2 separate regions of the Mus musculus genome follow, and region 1 is linked to region 2. A link is a contact called in public HiCAR-type data. All regions are on one chromosome and are shown on one strand. The core of a region is the stretch at or near the end of the contact, and the rest is flanking DNA. Distances in the headings are between cores, read along the strand shown. Region 1 has its middle 43 kb from the start of Gm29824. Region 2 holds the start of Tbx20 (T-box 20).

The links. HiCAR-type assays count read pairs that join an accessible place to other places.
Region 1: a HiCAR-type map of embryonic stem cells shows a contact between it and region 2, with 4 times the contacts expected there. The contact joins the enhancer-like site here to the promoter of Tbx20 in region 2. A contact is called at or near these places in 8 of 484 Hi-C or Micro-C datasets (embryonic stem cells and morula), 6 of 115 datasets of contacts at active chromatin or transcription factors (embryonic fibroblasts, embryonic stem cells and stem cell-derived neural progenitor cells) and 3 of 9 other capture datasets (adipose tissue, liver and pancreatic islet).

The regions. Positions count from the first base shown.
Region 1 is chr9:24,816,817-24,820,225 of GRCm38.p6, forward strand. No RefSeq gene overlaps it. Among named protein-coding and RNA genes, the nearest start is that of Gm29824, 43 kb to the left of the region's middle. Within about 2 kb of position 1,800, at least 15 of the 459 cell types and tissues checked have an H3K27ac peak or open chromatin away from gene starts, as enhancers often do. A contact at or near this core is called in embryonic stem cells and morula, where this site is marked.
Region 2 is chr9:24,772,982-24,775,895 of GRCm38.p6, forward strand. Tbx20 (T-box 20) reads right to left here and starts at 1,322. Exons shown (of 8, transcript NM_194263.2): 1 at 738-1,322. The coding sequence starts at 864. It overlaps Gm29824 (a long non-coding RNA gene), which reads left to right and starts at 2,743. Exons shown (of 3, transcript XR_870586.1): 1 at 2,743-2,914.

The DNA of each region.
Region 1 (3,409 bases), core at 550-3,049, 44 kb after region 2:
TCATTCCATTCACTTCTAACTCCATTGATAACTTCAGTTAAAAAAAAAAAAAACCTATATACTATATTTTCTTCACCCAGTACACTACTTCTGCTATCTCTGAACATTGATGAAGACACAAGTGAAGCACTCAAGCATCTTCACCTGTATCATCATCTGCATCTTCTCCTGAATCTTCTTCTGAATTTTCTCTTGTAGTTATTACCAGACGGCTGCCAGACCATCATAGTTTTTCCCTATAGTTGATTTTCCCCACATCAAAAGTAAATTTATGTCAAGACAATTTGCCAGGAAGGATCACATAAAACAGAGCAAATGAAATTGAAAGATCCTGAGAGAGAAGAGTGAAAAATTATGTAAGCCCCTAGATTTGTGTCTAAAATAGACCTCACTAATGGCAGGGAGTAAAAGTTTAACTTGCTCCATTGTTCCAGGATGTACTAACCAAAAAGTAGACGTTTAACTTGCTCCATTGTTTTAGGAAATGTTCATACAGAATATTTCAACCATTTCTTGAACCTGTTATGCTTGCCAAATGCTATAGCCCCATGCTAGGTGTGTGCAGTTTCTGCCTTTATAAACCCCTTACCCTTTGAGCTTGGGGTCGACTCCTCTACCCCTGCGTGGGATAAGAGTCGTCCCCAGTGCACTGGCCTTTCCCAGTTAAACCTCTTGCTGTTTGCCTCAAGACCAGTCTCTCGTGAGTTGTTGGGCGTTGCATCATCCCGGGGCTTGAGTGAGGGTCTCTCCCATTTCGGGGGACTTTCAAAATCTACAGAAAATGGAGGTGGGGGTATAAAAACCAGAGGACACACTGATGTTAATATGTGTGTAAATACAACAGATGAAAGCCTACAACAAAACACAGAAATCTACAACACCCACACAAGTGTGTAACTTCTCAATACTGGAAATTAACAACAATGAGATCACTGAATTTACATAAAGACTGCAGAATTCTACCTTTTGTTTTGTTTTCTCAGAGTCTCATGAACCCCAGACCTGCCTTGAACTCCATAGGTAGTAAAAAAATGATGCACTTCTGACTTGTCTGCCTTTCCCTCCCAAGTACTGGGACTGTAGACTTTTCATGCCCAGTTCATTTTATGCTGGAAATCAAACCCAAGGCTCCATGTCTGTTAGGCAAGCTATGTCAACTATGCAAAACTCTCAGCCAAAGTCTGACTTTTAGAAAGGTCCAAATGATGATATAGATGGTCCAAATAAGCAGATCAATGTAGTAAGGAAGTCAGTACAGAACCTAGACAAGAGTTACCGAAGTAGATGATGGAGTCAGACATTAACTTGGAAAAACAAAACAAAACAAAACAAAACAAAACAAAAGAAAACCAAAAAAAAAAAAAAAACCCATGGAGGGAAAACTACTCAAGGAAAGTGAGATACAGAGAAATAACCAAGCATAAGTTTGAAAGTGAAAGAATCAGTCAATCAAATAAAAATACACCAACAGAGAAAGCTGGGTAGAAAATGAATGTTAGAGATTTAGGACACAGCTGAGACAGTAATACTTACAGACACATGAAGAAAAATATATCATGAACATGACCCAAGCTTCCAGGATCTCTGGAATTTATTCAACAGACCCAAACAAGAGTATATGATCTAGAAAAAAGGCTGACATTGTGAGAATGTGTGATCTTAGAGAACATAAGATGACCTGAAAGACCTTTCTAGAATAGCATGCTGGGGACCTTCTGCTAGAAGGTTGTGATAAACACTCCCTTCCTGGAATGTCCCAGCAAAACAAGCTTTACAAGAAAGCAAGGCAGGTGCTGATAAGGACCAGGAATGTTTCAGTTCCTTTTTCTGGTGACTAAGACCTCATCTCACCTGGAGCCATCAGTGCTGCTTAAGGAAGGTCATGAAAAGACTCTTGCCTCTCCCGAAGGAAGGGAGAGGCTAATTACCATTTCTAAAGGGGGAATGAAAAGTCAGCTTGGGCCAACAATGGCCTTAAACCATACCCTTAAACTGTATGAAAAGTGTGTGCCTAGAAGAGGTCACCTCTGCCCCAATTGCTGGACAGTCTGATGACGTCTCATGCTTATTGCATCGATCTCTGTCTCTATGTTTCTGTGAGTGGGACATCCTGGACGTAAGGCTCATCGGGTCTTACAACATAACATCTAAAGACTTAGATCACTTATTCAATGAAACTGTAGTTGAGAAATTATTAAATCTAGAAGGAAAGAAACCAAAGGACATCAAAACACAAGAGGCCAAACAAAATAGATATGGCCAAAGAACAACCTCTCCATGTCATGTCACAGTCAAGATGTCAAAATTGCAATACAAAGGCAGAAACATGAGAACATCACATCTTTTCTCAGCAAACCCCAAAAGCTGAAAATTGTGGAATTATACATTTGAAGACTGTTAAGGAAGTAACTTTTGTCAAGATTGTCACACTCAACAGGTTAGTTTTTGTAAAATCATATTCATGTATTTAGTGTGTGTGTGAGTGTATGTGTGTATGTGTGTGTGTGTTTGTGCACATCTATGCTATAAAACATGTGTCAAGGTGAAAGGACTACACGTACAAATCAGTTCTCTCTTTCTACTTTTTGAGTCCTGAAGATTGAACTCAGGTCACAAGACTTTTTCTACTGAACTAGCTCTCTTACACTACAAGGTCATTTCTTAAAAACTCAACAGATAAAGCCGGGCATGGTGGCGCACGCCTTTAATCCCAGCACCGGGGGAGGCAGAGGTAGGTGGATTTCTGAGTTCGAGGCCAGCCTGGTCTACAAAGTGAGTTCCAGGACAGCCAGGGCTACACAGAGAAACTCTGTCTCAAACAAACAAACAAACAAAACTCGACAGATAAATAAAAACATTTCAAGACAAGAAGGCAAAAGGCTGGAACAGCACTATGAACTAACCAGTACCCCGGAGCTCATGACTCTAGCTGCATATGTATCAAAAGATGGCCTAGTCGGCAATTACTGGAAAGAGAGGCCCATTGGACTTGCAAACTTTATATGCCCCAGTACAGGGGAACGCCAGGGCCAAAAAGTGGGGGTGGTGGGTGGGAGGGTATGGGGGACTTTTGGGATAGCATTGGAAATATGAATGAGGAAAATACCTAATTAAAAAAAAAAACTTCACAAAAAAAAAAAAAAGAAGGCAAAAGGCAGTTCATTATAGTTAGACCAATACTACAGACAGTTCTGAGGAATTTTATATAATGTACAGATGAAGAAAAAACACAGTCTCAACATATGCCAAGAGAAGAACTGATGAACAGAGGGACACAGAGGGACGACAGGAAGGAGTCAATCTTATCTAACAGAGCAAAGCAGCAAATCCTTACTATCAACAGAGCTGGGAGAAAAGAAATATCAACAACCAGCTAACCAAAACAGCTACCAACAAAAACTCTGGGAAA
Region 2 (2,914 bases), core at 72-2,571:
AACCCCTATCCTGAGCAGTTGCTTTTATACAACTCTCGTGTGCTCAAGACACCCTCACCGCTCATCTCTCTTTAATCTGTGCCTAGTTTCCTCTGTAAAGAAAACAGTTTTTATAGAGACAGTGTTAAATTTCGAGGAATTTGGGGAGGCCTTGCCAGTCTCAATTGAAAATCGCAAGTATAAAATGGGGGTTCCTGACCAAAAAAAAAAAAAAAAAAAAAAGCCGGCTCTTGCGTGGAAAAACCGGCCTATTTTATAGTCCTTTTCAGACATATTAAGACTGTTAATTGTGATAGAAAAATTAAACTGGCTTCTTGTGAAGTCTCAGAGTCTTTGATTCCAAGCGCAGGCTTGGGTGTTATATACCACCGTGGATCCCGAATCTTAACCCTTACTTGTCCTTGAATTTGTTTTCATTCAAACAAACAAATTTGTACAGCATTCATACTATCTAAGTGATGTCGAGATTCCAAGAAACTGGGGAAAGCGAATACAAACACAAGCCGGTAGTGAGAATTCACTACCTTTAATTGATGGTGAAGCCTCCAAAGAAAACTTGAGAGGAAAAGAAAAAAAAAAAGTCTTTCTCCCAGGACCGAATTCTGGTCCATACTCTGAGACTTAGCAGTAGATCCAGACGGTAGAAAAAGCCACCTTTGCTTCCCGCGGAGCAAACTGCCCGCACCCGGGAAACAGATTAGCAGGGCCCATACTGACTGCCTAGTACCCCGACTTACCCAGGGGTTTGATGGTGTTCTCTGCTGCCTCCTTCTCCTTGGGGCCGCCGCTGGACATAAGCGCGGCGATGGAGAAGGCATTGGCTCGAGAGGAGAGCTGGGGCTTGGGCGACGCCGTGAACTCCATGGTTCCCAGCGTGCGGTCCTGCTCAGGAACCTGGACTGACAAACCACAGTCCAGCTTCCCCAAAGGGAGACAAAGACCCGAAACTGCAGCTCAAAGTTCCAGAGAGCAAGCAAAGCGGAACTGGGGACCCCCCCGAAGCGTCCGTTCCCAGGTTTTGATGGCCTCTCCAGTCCACTAGAGCAAAGCAGGGGAGCCGCAGAGACTTCGAACCAGCAGGAAAGCAGGGTGGGGACCAGCCGGGAACTCAAAACTGTAAGCCCACTGCGCAAAACGCGGGGTCCCCAGCACCCACGCCGAGTTCTCCCTCCCTTCCCTCCTTGGGTCCGCTGAGTGGCCCAAGTCCGAGGAGGTGACGATCGGCGTGGGACTCTAGAGGGTGCGGAAACCAGGGAGTCGGATCTCCTCTCTGCAGAGCGCAGCAAGGCGCGACCTAAACTGTGCCTAGGCGCCTGCTGCCTCGCGCCTTAATTTGCTGGCGGTGGCCATCCCTGCGGGCAGCAGCCAGTCAGCGTGGTCTCACGTCACTGCTTCCAGACTGTGCGGAGTGGGGCGGGGCCGAGCGGCGCAGGGAGAGAGCGCCTAGGGCACTGCGCCCTCCTGCCTCTGCGCTCCCGGTGGAGAGCCGGAGAAGACGCACAGTGAACAGGGTGGCGGAGCTAGCCGGACCGCCTCCGCCCAGAGTCTCAGATCCCGCAGGAGGGAAGCATGCGCTGTCTAGAGAGGCACTTTCACTGCTACCCAGAAACAGGCATTTGCGTTGCTCTGGACTGAATGTCACCAAAGGAAGTCCTACTGAGTTCCGCATTTTCTACCTTTCCTACTGGAGCTCCCAAATAGTTGAGAAGGGCCCAGTAGAGCAAATTCCTCATCGCTGAGCGGCATTAACCTGGTGACGCAGCACAGTGCCTAGTGCTAGGTCCCCTACTTGACAGTCCCCAAGTTATGTCTCTTTTCACAGAGAGCTGGAGAGGCAGGGCTCTGGGAAAGAATGCTGAGCTGCAGGGTGCCTGTAGGAAGGATACTTTGTTTTGATTTTTTGTTTGTTTTTGTTGATTTTGTTTTTGGCGAACCTGGCTTTCTGCTGTGTGGTGGTTTGTTTCCCTTCTAGTCTGGGTTTTCTATTCTGGAGACTCTGAAAGTAGGGAAGTGGCCTGAAGCAAGGAGGGGGGGTCAGGACTTGGAGCTCTAAGGGGACCATGCGATGCATAGTGACTTTCTGGCTCCTCCCCCGCCCCCCCCCCACACGGAACCATCTATCTGCCTTGCAGACGCAGACTGGGCTAAGGACTTCCCACAGCCTTGTGGAGGGAGTCCTGTTGGCCTTGCTCAGTCTAAATAATTCGAATTCTCCAAATTCGCGGGGTAATCCGCTTCACTCTCAACCATGTAAACTCTAGAGGACACACACACTCAAGCTATACTTGTAAATATTTGCTCTCCTTTCCAGCCAGTTGATCTGGCGATTAGGAACCTCTTGGTAGGTCTTAAGGGGGTAGGGGAGGGGTGGGGTGAAGAACATAAAAAGAAAGACATACCCTGTCTCCCATTGCATCCTCTTCACAGCTCCCGAAACATAGTTATGGGCGAAATCGAGAGCCAGAATAACTATGAAGAACATCCCGTGTAAACAGAATGTTGGCATCTGAGGAAGTTCTGATTTAGACTGGCCTGGCCATCCTGTCTATGTTTGCTCGTTTCAGCATTTGGGTTGTAATGTGTCAATGTTGAGGGAAATTAGAAATTAGTAAAACTGCAGACTTTTCATACTAGAAGGTTTTTTTTTTTTTTCCTTGTCTGGACCAACTACTTTGAAAAGATCGAAGGTGACAAGTTGGCAGAGCAGTGTCTCTTTTTTGCAAGTCTCCCCCATCCTCCAACCATGTCCCAGTCATTCCCCTCTCCTCCCCACAGGTCAGGAATCTCTGGACTCATAAGTGTGTGCAAGTCAGTAGAGAGTATCAGATCTCCTGGAGCTGGGATTACAGGCTGTTGTGAGCCCTCTGTGTGGGTGCTAGGGAGTGAAGTCCTCCAGATCTCTAAAGAGGAGCAA